3 separate regions of the Mus musculus genome follow, and regions 2 and 3 are each linked to region 1. A link is a contact called in public HiChIP or PLAC-seq data. All regions are on one chromosome and are shown on one strand. Each heading gives the region's core, a stretch centred on a gene start, on an enhancer-like site or on the middle of the called end of the contact. The rest is flanking DNA. Distances are from core to core; before and after follow the strand shown.

Region 1 (3,707 bases), core at 589-3,088:
GTTAGAGCATCCGACTGCTCTTCCGAAGGTCCAGAGTTCAAATCCCAGCAACCACATGGTGGCTCACAACCATCCGTAACAAGATCTGACTCCCTCTTCTGGAGTGTCTGAAGACAGCTACAGTGTACTTACATATAATAAATAAATAAATCTTTAAAAAAAAAAAAAAAAAAAGAAATATTTACTATGAAAGTCTGTCTCAAATTTTTTATTCTTTAAATTATTCAGCACAATTCTTAAGCTTTGCTTGTTAAGGTAAGGTAAGATATGTATACAAAAAGAGGACTTAGTGATTTAGATATAGTGTTGCCAAAATATCTCATTTTTAACTATCAGGCTATATAGTGACTTTTCAGATGTTAGGATTTTTACAATAATAAAGACTGGCTTTACTTTTTTACCTCAGAAGAATCCAGTATTTTTTGTATGTGTGTTTTTATTAGTTTCCCAGGTTACAGCTTGATATTTCTGTTGGAAAGGCAACATATCAGGGTCCTGGACCCTGGTTTGATACCAGAGAAGACTTTATTTTGTTGTTGTTTGTTTGGTGTTTTGAGACAAAGTCCTGAATTTGTGATCTCCCTGCCCCTCAGTACTGTGTTCCAGCACCACCACTCTGGTAAGAATGCACGCTAAAGCCAGCCTAGCTTGGCTTGAGTCCTAGTCTCAGCTTGGACTTGCTGAGGAGACGCCGAGTAACTTCCCTAGGATTCAATTTGCTTCTCCGTTGCATGTGGTTACTGTCAATACCAAGTCAGAGTTGTGAGATTAAATTAGTGATCATATGTCGTGCTCTAGAAGACTGCTTGCCTCAGAAGATATTAGCAGCCTCTACTATTGACATAGCAATGCATTGGGTTTGTTGTTGTTTTAGATAGGGTCTTGCCATGCAGCCTTGTCTGGCTTTGAACTCACTGTGTAGACCAGACTCTGCCTCTGCCTCTGCCTCTGCCTCTCTGCCTCTGCTTCTTTAGTGCTGGGAATGAAGACCAGCAGCACCATGCCCATCATATGTAGTACAGTATTTAAACCTTTTACAATGTAAGGACCAGAACTTTGAGCTGTGTGTGTCTGAGAAGCACAGCACCTGTCTCCGGAGGCTGGAGCTCTACTTTAGATGAAGCTGGAACAGTTAAGTTTCCAGTGGCTCCTGCGTCACTGTGGCTTGACAGTGTTGAAGTCTGGAGCAGAACGTGGACATGTCTTGTACTCAGTTCTCCTCCGGAGGGGGAGATTATGCCTTCTAATTTTAAGGGATGGTGCCTTTGGTGCCTTCCCAACCTGTCCAGTTACTAGCCTCTGCGTCTTCAAGGCACTCCCAGCCCATCTCAGGCTTCCTCACATTTGCTTTCGATCTGTTCATCTAAGCTGAAAAGTCAGTTCTTCAAGGGAGCTCTCTCCTGGCCTCCTAACTGATCAGTGCTCTGCTGTCTTAGTTGTTATCGCACCTTCCTCGGCTGAGGCAATGTGCTGAGGAGGAGTGATTCCTGACTGAGAGGAACTCTTTCATTTCTAGGGTAAGACAAACTGGGGTTAACCAACCACTAGGAAGCCGGAAGCGGTCCTAAGCCTTGCCTGTATGACGTGTGAATGCTCCACTACAGTGTCTCATTGGTCAAACAAAAAGTGTGCTTACAGTTTTCAGAGCTAAGAGCCTAACTTTGTTTATATATATACATAGAACTTTTGGCAAGGTTATTTTGCACACTCACAGTTTTCTGGTTATACACTGCAGTGTTGCTGCAGGATGGGCACACCTTATCTCCTCTGGACACTACCACACGTATTTACCTTTGGGGAGGTCCTGACACTGATGGCAACATCTATCAATTCACAGTGATGCAACATGCCTGTGGCTAATAGTTGTTTGCCTTTGAGTGAAATGGGGGAAGAGCATTGAAGCAGATGAGGGAAGCATGTTTTGTCTCTCCTAGCTGAGTATGTTTGTCTTTTCTCACCACTCCTCAGTAGACACTGCATCTGGCTCTCACTAAGTAAGAACTGTGGTTCACTTGCATTTGGCCTCGCCAGTGCTTATTACCAAGCTCGAGATGTGGGTACTGAGGTTCCAGTCTTGGTCCTCTAGAAGACCAGCTCCGTGCTCTTATAGCAGTCCTAAAACTCAGTGTAGACTAGGCTGGCTTTGAGATCTGCCTGCAACTAACTGTCTTCTCAGTGCTGGGATTATTAAAGGTGTGTGTTGGGGTTTTGCCTTGATGTATATCCATCTGTGCAGCACCACAAACAACAGGTGCCCGTGGAGCAGGAGACATTGCCAGATTTCCCTGGAACTGGAGTAGCAGGCAGTCGAGGGCTGTGGGTGCTGGGAATGGAACCTGAATCCTTTGGAAGAGCAGCTGGTGCCCTTAACCACTAAACCATCTTTCCAGCCCCTGGGTTAACTCTTTTTTTTTTTTTTTTTTTTTTGGTTTTTTTTTTTGGTTTTTTGAGACAGGGTTTCTCTGTATAGCCCTGGCAGTCCTGGAACTTACTCTGTAGACCAGGCTGGCCTCGAACTCAGTAATCCGCCTGTGTCTGCCTCCTGAGTGCTGGGATTAAAGACGTTAACCGGCTGGGTTAACTCTTATAACTCTTTTTTCAGATCATTCGTACTCCTTGCTCGGTATCTATAATCTAATTTAGAGTTGATATATTGCCATATAGTAGTTGGGAGTTGAAGGGTCAGAGGGATTGATTTTCTTATGTACGTTTTCACATCTTATCCCCCAGATTAATTAATCAATTTTGAGACAGTCTCATAATGCAGCCTTGGCTGGCCTGGAATTCACTCTGCAAATCAGACTGGCCTTCTGTCTAACTCATAGATCTGCTTGCTTCTAGGGTGTGTGTGTGTGTGTGTGTGTATGTGTGTGTGTGTGTGTGTGTGTGTGTGTGTGTGTGTGGTGTCGGGGAGGCATGACATAGTGCACCTATGGAGGTCAGAGATAAGTCTGAGGAACCGGCAGGGACAGTGCAAGTTGCTGCAAGTACCTTTACACCATGGATTAGTCTTGCTTGGTCCTGCCCCCGTCCCCGTCCCCGTCCCCGTCCCCGTGGGGAAGAAGATGGGTAGTTTTACTGTTTTCAAAATCATTGGAAATTTGTATGTGAGTTTAAGAATTTAGGGCTGACTTTGGTTTTTGTCTTCTGGGGGAAGTATCAGAACAACTTAAGTCTTTTGCTTTTTATTAGCTTTTTATTCCAGTGCCATATCTATGTACTAGTTTTACTTATTTTAATTTTACTTACATGGGTGTTTTGCCTGCACCTATGTCTGCCGATCATGTTGCTGGAGCCCAGAGAAGCCAGAAAAGGGTGTGTAGGATTTGGATTTACAGATGGTTGTGAGCAGCTATGTGGGTACTGGGAATTGGTCCTGTGTAACCATAGCAACTGTTCTTACACACCGAGCCACCTCTCCAGCCCCTCTAGTTAGCTCTCCAAGAACTGTCTTCTGGGTTTTAACTTACCATTGAGTGTTACTTGTTTGTTGTTGGTTTTTTTGAGATATTTAGCTCTATGTGTTCAACTATAAAAAGTATGTCAGCTAGTAATTGTTTAAATATTAGAAGAAAATATTTATTTCTTTTGATATTCAATTTAATTAACATTAATGTTCTTTAAAGAAATGGTGTGGCGTGGTGGTGCACGCCTTTAATCCCAGCACTCGGGAGGCAGAGACAGGAGGATTTCTGAGTTCGAGGCCA
Region 2 (3,707 bases), core at 871-3,370, 230 kb before region 1:
GGGGAGTGGGGACACGAGAGACAGACAGACAGACAGACAAAGAGACAGTGACAGACAGAGACAAAGAAACCAGGAGACAGAGAGAACATGAAAGACTGATAGCCAGAGCTGTAATGTCCAGAGGGACTTTTTAAAGGGTGAGTGTGATGCATAGGAAAATACGCACAGGAAAACATCTCCCATTGACAGTGGAAACATGCCTCACCTGGCTGAGGTCTGTGATGACGTAAGCTGCTGACACTGAGTCGCCTGAAAGGCGAGCTGGAAAAGCCCGTGATTTATAGCACCTGGAGCCTCCAGGCTGACAGGATCAGGACTGGGCTCTAGGGAGGAGCAGGATGGCAACACTGCCCAGAGAATGACTGGCAAACTGGAATGTGAGAAACTGTTACACCTAAAAGTTGAGATGAGAAAGACCACGTCCAAATGGTCTAATTGAAGCAAGTTTTCTTTTAGAGGAACACTGGGGACTGGCCAGCTGGCTCTCTCTCTCTGAGTTGGAATTTTAGAGAGTAGCCACAGATGTGAGGAAGACAGATGAGCCTTTTATATAGTTCAGGGGTAAGGGAATTCCAAATGAGGGATTTGACAGGGGAAATAGGTGGGGTTACAGGAGCAGAACACAACCACAACAAGTTCGCCAACAACCTCATGAAACACACACGTGATTGTCATTCCTGGAACAGAGCACAGAAACATCTGTAGTTAAGGTTCTAGCCCAATCCTTGAGAAAATAGAGGTTCAATCTTAAATGGAATGAACCTGTTTTGTCTTTAACATAAGATGACTCTTAAGCTTAAGATGGAGACTGGCTGGTTCTCCAAAAAGACCATCTTTCCATTAACCCAAAAAGGAGGTATTCAGAGCCAGTTTTTCAGAGAAGGACATCCAAACATAGGGGTGTGTCATGCCAATATGTGACTGCCGAGGGATGCAGCCAAGACACTAACCCAGACTGCCAAGACGAGCTTCACTCTGCTCCCCAGGCTGCCTACCATCCCCCTCTGTCTTTTCTGTGTCCCTTTTGGCCTTTATTCCAAAGGAGGATGAGAGGAGGGTGGAGAAGGGACACATAGTGATTATGAAAGGAAATGATACACATGAAAACACTTCGAGATTGCAGCACCATAGAGATGCTTCGAAGCATTGCTATTAAACGTGGAAATGGCTTACTGAATTATCCTTTCCCTACAATGGTGAATCATTTTAATTTTCATTTGAATTGCCCACCTACCCTGTGGGAAGCCGCCCTCACATTCGCGGTTACAAGATGGCGCTGACATCCTGTGTTCTAAGTGGTAAACAAATAATCTGCGAATGTGCCAAGGGTAGTTTTCCACCCCATGTGCTCTGCCTTCCCCGTGACAACAACTCGGCCGATGGGCTGCAGCCAATCAGGGAGTGACACGTCCTAGGCGGAGGATAATTCTCCTTAAAAGGGACGGGGTTTCACCATTCTCTCTCTTGCACTCTTGCGCTCTGGCTCCTAAAGATGTAAGCAATAAAGCTCTCTGGCTCCTAAAGATGTAAGCAATAGAGCTCTTGCTCTCTTGCTCTCTTGCACTCTTGCTCTCTTGCTCTCTTGCGCTCTTGCTCTCTGGCTCCTGAAGATGTAAGCAATAAAGCTTTTGCCGCAGAAGATTCTGGTTTGTTGCGTCTTTCCTGGCCGGTCGCGAACGCGTGTAAGACTACCCCAAGACCAACTGTTGAAAGAGGACAAATGGGGATCTATGCTTGACAGAGGAATGCTCAGATCAGTAAAACAAGATTACAAGGAACTCAGAAACCCGCTTGCCTCAGAAGCACCACGCAGTACAAGAATTGCTAACCATTCAGTGAGAAGCCAGTCTTCACAAAGGAGGCTGTTTGTCTGTTCCTTGTCTTTGAGGTGTTCTGATTTGGGGCCAGCCTACCTAGCAAAGAAGTACTGGTAGAGGCAAATCATGAATCATTGAGATTGATAATTTGCCTCACAACTGAAGAACTAGTTGGGGATCACAGTGAGAAAGGAAGAAAATAACGTTAACCCAAAGGAAAAGCTGATGGAGAAGCCTGGCTTCCTGCCCCGCCCTCAAGCCCAGTGAACGGAAAGGGAAACAGCACAGAGCATTCAAAGTCCTTTAAGTGAGAAAGCAGGTTGCGCATCCTCTAGCTGCTCGGGACCTTCTCTTGAGGAAACAGGCAGATGTGTTTGTGAGTGGTTATCTGAACGTGACCCCTAGTGTCCAACTTGGACAGCACTCACAGAGAAAAATCTTTGTTAAAGGAAGGCCGGAAACTGTAGGACTATGTAATAACATTGGGGCTATGAGAGATTTCATCTAGTTTCCTATTTTACAAACGAGTGGTTAAGGCCAAGGAATGGTAAGATGACTTGGGGGGCACATCGGTGGTGACAAAGCTGGAATGGAGCCCAGGTATTTTAATTCTAGTTCAATTTCTTGAGCATTTTGTTTTAGAGAATGATTGACACTAGATAGTCTGTGATAAGATCTACCTACAGAAGAACATGAGGATCAGTGTTTCGTTACACAGACTGGAATATGAAGTGGGCATTGATACCATCTATACACACTATGATCTGAAGCAATGCTAGTCAGTAACTAATTTTGGGGGGGGGGATTGGTTTATTTGTTCTGTAGATAGTATTCTGCCTGCATGTATGTCTGCAAACCAGAAGAGGGCACCAGATCTCATTACAGATGGTTATGGCCACCATGTGGTTACTGGTAATTGAACTCTGGAAGAACAGTCAGTGCTCTTAACCTCCGAGCCATCTCTCCAGCCCCCAGTAACTAAATTTTTAATTGCTCATCTTTGGTATGTGTGTATTTGTGAGTCATGTGGTTGCCAGTGTGTGCAGAGTCCAACTTTATCTTTCTAATATATTAAAGTTTGTTTTTTGTTTGTTGTTTTACAAGGCAGGGTTTCTCTGTGTAGCCATGGCTGTCCTGAAGCTCACTCTGTAGACCAGGCTAGCCTCGAGATCTGCCTCCCTCTACTGCCTGAACACTGGGATCATAGGCGTGTACCACCACTGCCCAGCTAAAATTTGATTTTTTTTCCCCTTCAGTATAATTATTTTATGTATATGAGTGAGTGTGTTCCTGCACCACATGTGTTTGGTGGCCACATGGGCAAACAAAACAGTATCAGATCCTTTGAAACTGGAACTACCAAGGTTATAAGCCACCATGTGATTTACAGATAACTGAACCTGGTCCTCTAGAAAGAGCAGCAACTACTCTTAACTGCCAGCCCACCTCTCTTGAGTTCACCCTTCAGTTTTTTATGACAGAGTCTCTCCCTGGAGCTCACTGAGTAGGGTAGGGTGGCTAGCCAGCAAGCCCTAGGTATCTGCTCGTCTCCTCCTCTCGCCAGTGCTGGGATTTTAAAAATCATGCAACCACACCCAGTTCTTTTATGTGAGTTCTGAGAGTTGAGTTCATGTCCTTGAACTTGCAAGACAAGCACTGGACTGCCCGAGCCCTCTCCCCAGCCTCGTGTTAGGCACTGTTGAAGTTTTAGACCTTTCCATATTTTCTCCATTACGCACCACACATTTCAGTGACAAATTATGGCATTTCTTCCTGGCCCAAGGTTCATAATGATCTTCAAAGGGAAGAAATGATATCATGTAACTGGAACATTCACTGAGGACGGGAGTCAGATGCACAGAGTCTCCTGAGATCTCCAGCTACGGACAT
Region 3 (3,707 bases), core at 803-3,302, 170 kb before region 1:
GAGATGGGAGAAGTTGCTTCTCAGGAGGCTAGAAATCAGAACTGGAGACTCAAGAAGCATCCCATGGGCCATGTGTAAGCATCTCTGGTAGGTACAGCAGACCTGGGCCCGGAGAGGTCACACAAGTGTGCAAGTGCATTTCCTGTCTAAGCCTGACGTCCTAGTTAGTTTTGTTGTCAGCTTGACACATCTGAAAACTCCGATGAAAAAAATTGCCTCCATCACATTGGCCTGTAGGTGTGTCTATTAGTGTTTTCTTAATTGCTAGTTGATGTAGGATGGCCCAGGCCCCTGCTGCAGATGGGCATGAGCTATATAAGAGAGGTAACTGAGCAAGCCAGGGGGAGGGAGCAAGGCAATAACCAGCCTTCTTCCATGGTTACTGCTTCCAGTGTCTGCCTTGGCTTCCCCTGGACCACAACCTGTAAGATAAAATAAATCACTCCTCTCCGGCTTGCTTTTGGGTTTTATCACAGCAACTGGACTAGAACGCTTGAGGACCTGAGTTCAGATCCCAGAACCCACAATTGATTTTTTTTTTTTTTTTTTTTTTTTTTGCTTTCATCCCCAGTATTACAGTAAACACAATAGTAAAAAAAAAAAAATCAATTAAGGTCCTTTTGTTTCAAATAATACCATCTATTTTGGAGTATGGTTTGAATGAGTCCCCCGGGATTCATGCCCTGAAACTCTGTTCCTCAGTACAGAAGAGTTGGGAGGTGGCAGAACCTTTACTGCAGTCTAAGGGGGATGAAACTAGGTCCTTGAAGGCAGGGCCTTCATAAGGCATCAGTGTGAATTCCACAGGAAACCAGTTTGCTCTCAGGAGCAAGTTCTGAGAGCTCAACTCCTCCACCATGATTTTCCTTTAGTGTGTGGCTAGTTCCTTTTCCATCTCTCTATATGTTGTAATGAAGCTAAGGGGGCTTCAACAAGATGGGACCCCCCAAATCTTAGACTTCTTGGCTTCCCAATTTGTAGTTACATGCACCTCTTTTCTCGACAAAGTACCAAGTCTCTGGTCTTTTGTTGTAGCACAGAAATCAGACTGAGACAGTAAGGATGAAAGAAAGGAGGATCTATTTTCTTGAACTTCTGGCTTATCTCCATATTGAATGGAGAGATAAAGAAAGGAGTGAAAATAGTCTTCTTAATGATCCAAGAGTTGTAAATCTCAGAGAGCAGGAGCCAGGGCAACAACAACTGTGCCCCTTCCTTCTGGAAGATGTGAATGTATAGGCTGGTTCCCATGGTTGCAGTCAGTGGTGGTCTGCATAGATGTGGCCCCCACAGACTCACCTGTTTGAATCCTTGGCCCACAGAGTGTAGGAGGTTTGGCTTTGTTAGAAGAAGTACTTCACTGTGGGGGCGGGGCGGGCTTTGGGGTATCCTACACTCAAGCTTCACCAAGTGTGGAATTCTAGTCTCCTCCTTGCTGCCTGCAGATCAAACTGTAGAACTCTCAGCTCCTCTAGCACCATGCCTGCCTGGATGCTGCCATGGTTCCTGCCATGGTGATAATGGACTGAACCTTTGAAACTGTAAGCCAGCCCCAATTAAATGCTTTCCTTTATGGGTGTTGCCTTGGTCATGGTGTCTCTTCACAGCAATAAAAGTGTATGAGTCCATATGTGTAAGTTAGGCTCAGGGTTGACAGAGGACAGAAAATATAACCAAAAAGGCCTTAAAGGAGAAGCTCACTGTATCCTTCTCACCCATATTGTATTGATTTTCTGGATGCTGTGATAAGTACCTGACAATATCAACTTAAGGAAGGTGGGGTTTGTTTTGGCTGGCAGTTTAAAGGTACCTTGTATCATGGTGGACAGAGCCAGAGGCCACTGGTCAGGGAGCAGAGAGAGGTAAATGCTAGTGTTCATCTCTCTTTCTTCTTTTTATTCATTCTGGGCTTGCAGTCAGTGGAATGGTGCCACCCACATCCAGGGTGGGTCTTCCTACCTCAGTTAAACATCTCTGGACAATACACTACAGATACTCCTGGAGCTGTCTCCAAGCTGCTCCTAAACCTGGTCAAGTTGACAATCAAGATTAAACATTAGTCATAGCCATACCGATCCCAAGTTAATAGGAAGTGCCACAGTCACCAGAAGCCTGCTTTGCCTTATGTCTGCCTGCCCTGCCTTCCTCAGCAAGAGGCTTTAGCCTCTAAACTGCCTCACAATCCATGATAGCTACCAAAATTCCAACAAGTGACTAACTCCACTCTAGCCAGAATCAAAAGAAAGAACAAAGAGGCAAGTGGATGTGTTTTCCAGCAGTCAGCCCAGTTTTAAATTATTTTCCAAAAAGCCCTACTTGGTGGCTTTCAATAACACCCACTGGTGACGCCTAACAGTAAGGATAATTAGGAACACATGGCCCTCTAGAGAGGAGAAAATGGATTTGGGGCGGACAGGCCACAAAATGCCTATGACACATTTTGTCTCTTAGAAGGCTGCTGCCACCAAATCCTCAATGACACTCTAGTTCTTGGGCTCTGTGACAGCAGAGATCCAACCCCAGCCCACCCAGCACTGGGTGTACTTTGAGAAATGTAGAGTAACTGGCCAAGTCAGAATTGATATTTCAGCTTCCTGTCTGGGCCGGTGCCCTGTGAAGACCTTGAGCTCGAACTCTGCAGCCAGTCCCACAAAACCCAGAGGAAGCTCCATTCACAAGTGCTCTAACATGCCCAGGATCATAGGATCAGTGGTGAGGAGGACACAACATCTGCCCAAACACTGGGAGTAACTGGTACCAGCGGGATCCAGGCACCCAAGAACTCCACCTGACCAGTGGTACAGGTTGCTTCCAGTCTGAGCTGGTGCCCTGAGCAGACCTTGGGCTCGAACTCCATAGCCAGTCCCACAACACCCAGAAGAAGCTCCACTCCCAGGTGCTCTACCATGTCCAGGACCACAGGACCACAGGATCACAGGATCCCAAGATCCCAGGATCCCAGGATCCCAGGAGCTTGATCACACCAGGATCTCAGGGTCACAGAGGCAGCTTGACTCCCAGGAGCTCTGACACACCCAGAATCTCAGAATCACAGGATCCCAGAGACAACTGAACTCTGAGGAGTTCTGACACAACCAGGATCACAGGAAGGACAGGCTCCAGTCAGATATATCGAGGACAGGTAACACTAGAGATAATCAGATGGCAGGAGGCAAGCATAAGAACATAAGCAAAAAACAAAACAAAACAAAACAAAACAAAAACAATAACAACAACAACAACAAAAAAAAAACATAAGCAACAGAAACCAAGGTTACTTGGCATCATCAGATCCCAATTCTCTCACCATAGCAAGTCCTGGATACACCATCACACCAGAAAAGTAAGATTCAGATCTAAAATCACTTCTCATGATGGTGATAGAGGACTTTAAAAAGGACATAAATAACTCCCTTAAAGAAATACAGGAGAACACAGGTAAACAGCTAAAAACCCTTAAAGAATTACAGGAAAACATAATCAAACAAGTGAAGGAAATGAACAAAACCATCCAAGACCTAAAAAAAGAAATAGAAACAATAAAGAGATCACAAAGGGAGACAACCCTGGAGTTAGAAAACCTAGGGGAAACGATCAGGAGTCATAGATGCAAGCATCACCAACAGAATACAAGGGATAAAAGAATGCAGAAGATACCATAGAAAACATTGACACAACAGTCAGAGAAAATGCAAAAAGCATGAAGC

Evidence for each region. HiChIP or PLAC-seq counts read pairs in DNA pulled down with a chosen protein or histone mark.
Region 2: an H3K4me3 HiChIP or PLAC-seq map of bone marrow-derived macrophages shows a contact between it and region 1, with 4 times the contacts expected there. The contact joins two enhancer-like sites. A contact is called at or near these places in 4 of 39 promoter capture datasets (the C10 cell line, cranial neural crest, liver and 1 more), 2 of 15 datasets of contacts at CTCF or cohesin (the NIH/3T3 cell line and pro-B cells), 16 of 484 Hi-C or Micro-C datasets (the AML12 cell line, the C2C12 cell line, ECoMG myeloid progenitors and 8 more), 25 of 115 datasets of contacts at active chromatin or transcription factors (the 230-238 cell line, the 3134 cell line, bone marrow-derived macrophages and 16 more) and 4 of 9 other capture datasets (adipose tissue, liver, macrophages and 1 more).
Region 3: a FOXA1 HiChIP or PLAC-seq map of pancreatic cancer cells shows a contact between it and region 1. The contact joins two enhancer-like sites. A contact is called at or near these places in 2 of 39 promoter capture datasets (the C10 cell line and liver), 1 of 15 datasets of contacts at CTCF or cohesin (the NIH/3T3 cell line), 5 of 484 Hi-C or Micro-C datasets (the C2C12 cell line, the N1E-115 cell line, bone marrow-derived macrophages and 2 more), 12 of 115 datasets of contacts at active chromatin or transcription factors (the NIH/3T3 cell line, bone marrow-derived macrophages, craniofacial prominence and 9 more) and 4 of 9 other capture datasets (adipose tissue, embryonic stem cells, liver and 1 more).

What each region holds. Positions count from the first base shown.
Region 1 is chr13:98,894,737-98,898,443 of GRCm38.p6, reverse strand. All of the region lies in intron 1 of Tnpo1 (transportin 1), which reads left to right. Among named protein-coding and RNA genes, the nearest start is that of Gm52051, 28 kb to the left of the region's middle. Within about 2 kb of position 1,838, at least 98 of the 459 cell types and tissues checked have an H3K27ac peak or open chromatin away from gene starts, as enhancers often do. A contact at or near this core is called in bone marrow-derived macrophages and pancreatic cancer cells, where this site is marked.
Region 2 is chr13:99,125,189-99,128,895 of GRCm38.p6, reverse strand. No RefSeq gene overlaps it. Among named protein-coding and RNA genes, the nearest start is that of Gm45938, 17 kb to the right of the region's middle. Within about 2 kb of position 2,120, at least 71 of the 459 cell types and tissues checked have an H3K27ac peak or open chromatin away from gene starts, as enhancers often do. A contact at or near this core is called in bone marrow-derived macrophages, where this site is marked.
Region 3 is chr13:99,066,001-99,069,707 of GRCm38.p6, reverse strand. No RefSeq gene overlaps it. Among named protein-coding and RNA genes, the nearest start is that of Gm35493, 5.2 kb to the left of the region's middle. Within about 2 kb of position 2,052, at least 13 of the 459 cell types and tissues checked have an H3K27ac peak or open chromatin away from gene starts, as enhancers often do. A contact at or near this core is called in pancreatic cancer cells, where this site is marked.